Regions from separate parts of the Mus musculus genome. Here region 2 is linked to region 1. A link is a contact called in public promoter capture Hi-C data. All regions are on one chromosome and are shown on one strand. Each heading gives the region's core, a stretch centred on a gene start, on an enhancer-like site or on the middle of the called end of the contact. The rest is flanking DNA. Distances are from core to core; before and after follow the strand shown. Region 1 overlaps Nav1 (neuron navigator 1). Region 2 overlaps Tnnt2 (troponin T2, cardiac).

What was found. Promoter capture Hi-C pulls out the DNA fragments that hold promoters and counts their contacts.
Region 2: a contact with region 1 is called in a promoter capture Hi-C map of the HPC-7 cell line, with 2.3 times the contacts expected there. The contact joins two enhancer-like sites. A contact is called at or near these places in 3 of 39 promoter capture datasets (the HPC-7 cell line, HPC-7-derived erythroid cells and liver), 1 of 484 Hi-C or Micro-C datasets (B cells) and 1 of 9 other capture datasets (liver).

What each region holds. Positions count from the first base shown.
Region 1 is chr1:135,553,352-135,556,178 of GRCm38.p6, forward strand. The region is part of intron 1 of Nav1 (neuron navigator 1); the gene reads right to left. Among named protein-coding and RNA genes, the nearest start is that of Nav1, 31 kb to the right of the region's middle. Within about 2 kb of position 1,405, at least 65 of the 459 cell types and tissues checked have an H3K27ac peak or open chromatin away from gene starts, as enhancers often do. A contact at or near this core is called in the HPC-7 cell line, where this site is marked.
Region 2 is chr1:135,843,330-135,846,156 of GRCm38.p6, forward strand. Tnnt2 (troponin T2, cardiac) reads left to right here. Exons shown (of 15, transcript NM_001130181.2): 4 at 2,226-2,315; 5 at 2,569-2,604. Among named protein-coding and RNA genes, the nearest start is that of Tnnt2, 8.4 kb to the left of the region's middle. Within about 2 kb of position 1,337, at least 33 of the 459 cell types and tissues checked have an H3K27ac peak or open chromatin away from gene starts, as enhancers often do. A contact at or near this core is called in the HPC-7 cell line, where this site is marked.

The DNA.
Region 1 (2,827 bases), core at 155-2,654:
AGAGTTTCTCCTCCTGGCAGTGTTCATGCTGAAGCCATGCTGAATGCTCTTAATGAACTCCAGCTCCACTTTACACCCATTCATCCTGAACTCCTTTTCTGCTGAGCAGCATTGCTTCAGCCGAGTGGAGGCTCTGAGAAGAACCCTTCTTTCTGGCTGTGTGGGTTTTAGCAGGAAGCTGTCTCTGATCCCTGACTCTCCCCACTCCCCTTCCTGCTGGGCTCTTCCTGCTCACCGATTAACAAATGAGCAAGGACAACACCTCACAGACAGACAGACAGACAGACAGACAGACAGACAGACACACACACACACACACACACACACACACACACACACACACACACTGTCACCTCTCTCTCCTGAACTGCCACCATTCCGCCCCGTCTTTCCAGCTCATTTCCTTTCCAAGGCCAGCTTCTGGACCTCCAGCCCTTGCCCTTTCTTTCCAAATGCAGCAGCCTGACTCCAGCTGTGACAGGCTTTATTCCCCACAGGTGGAGATCATCTTGTCCTTGATTCTCTTTCTGAGGGGGCCCAACCCAGTACTCTGTCTTAGATCCTTCCTGCAGGTAGACTCTATGGCTCTGCCCCATCGTCCCAGCGAACACCTGACTTTTATTGTCTCTGTCTTAAATGTACACACACACACACACACACACACACACACTCATGCATGTGTGCACACATACCACAAAAACGTATACATACACCACACACACACACTACACACATACAACACACCACACACACACACACAATACACCACACACACACACACACACACACACACACACAACACACATATAACACACTACACACACAATACACCACACATACACACACACACACACTACACATATACAACACACTACACACACACACACTGAACACACACATGAACATACACACACACTGCACAAGAGCAAACATACACACCAAACGTGCACACCACATGCACACCACACACACTACACACACACACACACACACACACACACACACACGCTCTCCTGAGCGTGCGTCTTTGTCTTCCTCTCCATCATTCCAGCCTCCATGCTCTCTTCAGGTACAAATCAGTGGGAAATGCCTCCCCAGACACCATAAACGCTTTTAATGGAGACCAGGAACTCATTTTAAAGATTTTCCTCCATTTTCTGAGCCATTACAAATTCCTGGTACCTGGGAGTCAGAGCAATTGTCCCCAGGCAGGCAGACATATTTTACTGGACATACAACTTTTTAAACACACAGAAAAAAAAAAAAAACAAAACCCTACAATAAAACTCACTACCCAGACTTTTAAACTGAGCTATCTGTCACTCACCCTAATTCTCCTCTTTCAATGGCCCTTTCCCTTAAAAGGCTTCTAAAGGGCCTCACTCAGCCAGCTGTTAGGCAGCGCTTGGCTCCTGCCACATCCTCAGAGCTCAGCGTGTGGTCACGTAGTCTCCTGCCCATACAAGCCACTCTAGTGAGATCCTCAGCGAGACAACACAGGCTCATTAAACGTTTGCAAACGAGTGAACAGTGAACGTACGTATAAATGAATGAAAGGAGACAACAGGGAGAAGAGATTCCAGAAGCAGATCAGCTCCACAGCCAAGAAGGAACGGGGGTTGGGAAGAGGGAGAGGACATACAGTCCTGGAAAAGCCACAACACATAAATTGTGACCAATGACCACGAGCGACTCAGGCTTCCTGTCTGCGTCTGCTTTCAGCTGAACATTCCCCTTTGCTGACACGGCTCCTGGTCCACAGCTGGGGAAGCTACGCACGCGTCTGCCCCATGAGCAGGTGCTAAGTTAGAACCTTAAGCTGGGCTGTTCTTAGAATCCTAGGTTCACTGGGGGCGTGCTGTGACCAGTTAATGGAAGATTCAGAAAGTTGTTCCCTTCCCTCTTATTTACCATCCACCCACCTGGCAGGAAAGGAGGTCCCACAGTTCTGTTCCTCAGCCAGAGACCAGGGACAACAAGGTGGCTTGTCTGCATTCCCTGGAGACACGGGCACGACCAACACCTTTGTTCCTTTGCGTATGCTATGCCTTCAACCTGGCAGGCCTGGCCTCCCTGGCTGCAGCTCCCTGTCAGAGAGCTTACTCTCAGCACTATCACTGTGCCAGACTCTTGGGAAAACAAAAGAGCAAACCAAGCTTCTCACACCTCTCCCAGAGCCTGAGAGCCTTCTCTCACAAACCCACTGTCCTGGGCCCCGGAGCTGATGGTTCAGTTGTGACCCTGTTACAGTGGCTCTCAACTGAGAACAGAAATACTTCTGGGGACTCTTGACTAGACGGACATGTTACTGGCATCCAGTATGCGGTGGCTGTGGATGTTACCAAACATCTTCCAATGTTCCGGGCAGCACCCTCAACTGAGGGCTATCTGGCCTCAGTGTCGGCAATGCAGAGGTTGACTCTTGTCATCACACCTGCTCCTCTCTATAGAGCTCAAATCCCTCGAGGAAAGAATCCATGAACCGAAGGAGCTGCAGAGGGTCTAGAAACTCCGAAATTAAATGCAAATCTTATACCTGCGTATAATGTTCATTCTCTGGAAAGAAAGACTAGTGAAGAAGCTAGTTAAGAGGCCCTGCGGTGGAGGCAAGCTCTGAGCCTTGGGCAGCCCAGTAAGGAAACCATGGAGTATACAGTTTACAGTATACAGACACTTAGCAGGCAAACCCACAGCCCAGATGCTCTGAGATCCTTATCTGAGCATCCACCAACACTCCCATGAGCACTCACACCTCTCTCAGAACGTGGGCCGACTGAGCACCACAGACAAAGCGCCCTCCTCCAAGTCTACTCCTTGCCTTTCCAAC
Region 2 (2,827 bases), core at 87-2,586, 290 kb after region 1:
CTTAGTATGGCCCCCAGTGGGACTTTCCTACCCGTGATTCTGGGATTTGGTAGATGTTCTGTGGGACAGTCCAAAAACTCATTCAGAGCAGGAATGTGGGGTACTTGGAGGGGGAGTCAAATCTTTTCCTATTCTCCCTGCTACTGGGGTCTACCATTTCAGTGAGCGAGAAGCCAGGGCCTGTAGCTGGGGCGCTTCTCTCTCAATGCTTTCAGTTGCTAGGCATGCTAAGCTGCTCCATCCTCAGTAGTGGTTGGCAGGCAATGGTCCTTGAGGCTCAGGCATGTCACGAGGAGTGAGGCTGCCATATTGCTTGAATGTTGACTTGTGAATCAGAGTTCAGGCCTAACTCTGAGCTGGTTGTGGTCTGCGCTGCTGCCAGGCTTTGCACCGCACACTAACCTGTTCTGCTTGCTCCCTTTGCTGTCGCCACCGCCACCTCCTGCACCCGGAAGAGGAAGACTGGAGTGAAGAAGAGGAGGACGGTAGTACAGCGTTCCCTATCCTGTGCCTGTCCCTGCTTTCTTGCTCCTCCTGGGCTCTGGGCTTAGGCTAGGGAGACCAACAACTTCAGAGGGCCAGGACCCTAGGACCCCTCCCCCATTCCCTCTTTTCCTTCTGGGAGGGAAGTGGGAAGGATCTGGGCTATCCTGTCTTCCCACCTGCTCCACATATGGTCACAGAAGGATTCCTGTGATAGGAACAAACCCCAGCTGCTCCACTGCTCATGTCAGTGTTCATGTGGGGACCTTCCCTGTTTTGCCTAAGGCAAGGTTGGGCTCTGGGGACAGAAAAGGCCAGAAATAGCCAGAGCAGAAAGGACATGATGTCAGCTTTCAGATGTGTTCTGCTGAGAGGTGGGGTGAAGGTGGACTTGCTTCTTGGGGGTAACAGGAGGCGAGGGGAGACAGAATGGGGCTTAATTTTAGGACTGGCTTTCCTACAGTGATGTCCAGGGAGGCCTAAGTGTGACCTGTTCCTTGGGCTTCTAAATGACCACTGGGCCCATGGCACGTGGCACAGGAAAATGAAACTTAGGGTGAATGGGAGAAGAGGTGGCCTCAGGGTGGACCCCATAGCTGGCCACCTTCCTCTACTCTTATGCTACCTGACAAACCTCCTGGAGGGTTGAAAGAAGAGGCACCCCAGGACTTCAGTGGGGACCCAGTCCTAAGAAAGGAGGGCAGAGACGATGAGGCAGTGGGGGTGGAGGCCCTCTCTCCTCTGATGGTTCTTTCTGTCCTGAGGTGTTTCTTCTCCCTCTGCCAAGGGGCCACCACTTGTCAGTCTATCAATCACTGAATGTTACAAGCACTTCCGCCAAGCTGAGTCATGGTCTGGATGGCATCCTGTCTCCCTAATCTGTCTGTCCCTTCAGAATGTTGGGAGAGGCGGGGTCCATCCACATCCTGTCAAGCAAACGATGAAAATAGAAACTGCTGGCAACCTTCTGGGTAGCACATCTCTCTAACTATTGGACCTTTCATCCGCCCGCACAACCTCTGTTGGGTTTGGAAGAAGGACTTGAAGAGACACTGGATTCACAACAGACTTTCCCTAGCACCTCAGTTTAGTCAGGACCTGTCCTGTGGTGCCAGCACCTCTGGGGTGAACAGTTGGGGAAGACGATGGATTTCTGTCCCCAGGAAGGTCATGGGGGAAGCTAGTGCTAAACTGGACAGAAAGAGGCTAGACAGAACTTCACCCCAACTAGTCCCCAGCAGTGAGTCTTGATGTCCTGTCACTGGTGTTTCCCACCGCCACACCATTATATTTTATCTATGTATATAATGTGTTTCTACACTAGGGAAGACCCAGCTCAGATTTCCAAACTCTCAGGGAGCCAAATTTAGGGGTACTTACCAGTCAGATGGGACCCTTCTGTTGGATTTCACTTTACCTGCAAAGGAGCAGACAGGGAACTCTGGGGCACTGACTTACTTGGGGGGCGGTTGAGGCATGGATGAGAGTGTAGATGAGTGGGTGAGGTTATAGGAATCTTTGCTTGCAGAAGTAGTCCTGGGCTGGGCGTGGCTTTGTGCTCCAGTTTGAACCAGGAGCCAAACAGCATTCCTCTGTCATTTGGGTCTGTGGCTCCTATATCATGTGAGCCTGGATGTTACTGGCTCTGTTCTACCCTCCCGATGTGATCTCTGTTCTGGGGGTGCTTTCTGCACGTTAAGAGAGAGGGTCAGTTGGTCATGGTGTCTTTTTTACCTCTCCAGAGCAAGAGGAGGCAGTGGAGGAGGAGGAGGCTGGTGGGGCTGAACCTGAGCCTGAGGGTGAGGCTGAGACAGAGGAGGCCAACGTAGAAGGTACAGCCCAGGGTGAGGGGATGAGGGGCTAGGGGTGGTGTCTTAAGTCGTCCAACAGGTGCTTGCTAGCTTGTGTCCCTGTCTGGGCTCGGGGGATGCAGCAGTCTGCTTTCTGGGTGATGATTGTCAATACAGAGCTTCGTTTGTGGTTGACCCTACAAACCAGCAGAATATCCTGCCTGACCATGGGGAATGCTCTTGGGGGAATCTGAGTTGGAACAGGACCTCTGTTGATTGATCATGTTTTGTTTAGAGGTTGGTCCTGATGAAGAAGCCAAAGATGCTGAAGGTAAGTGATGCTGGCACAAGAGAACTCCTCATAGTAGCCTTGGGTGAGACTGTGTCCAGGGATTCCTGTGTAACCAGAGGGTGTACAGGAAAGGGTTGGAAGCCAGAATTTGGTGGTACTTGCTGGGCTTGGGAGGGTGGGACTCAAAACCTTTGTCTTCATCTCAGAGAAGTAGCCTTAGTGTCCAACAGGAGAGAGACCCAGTGTCTAGCCCCTGCTCTCA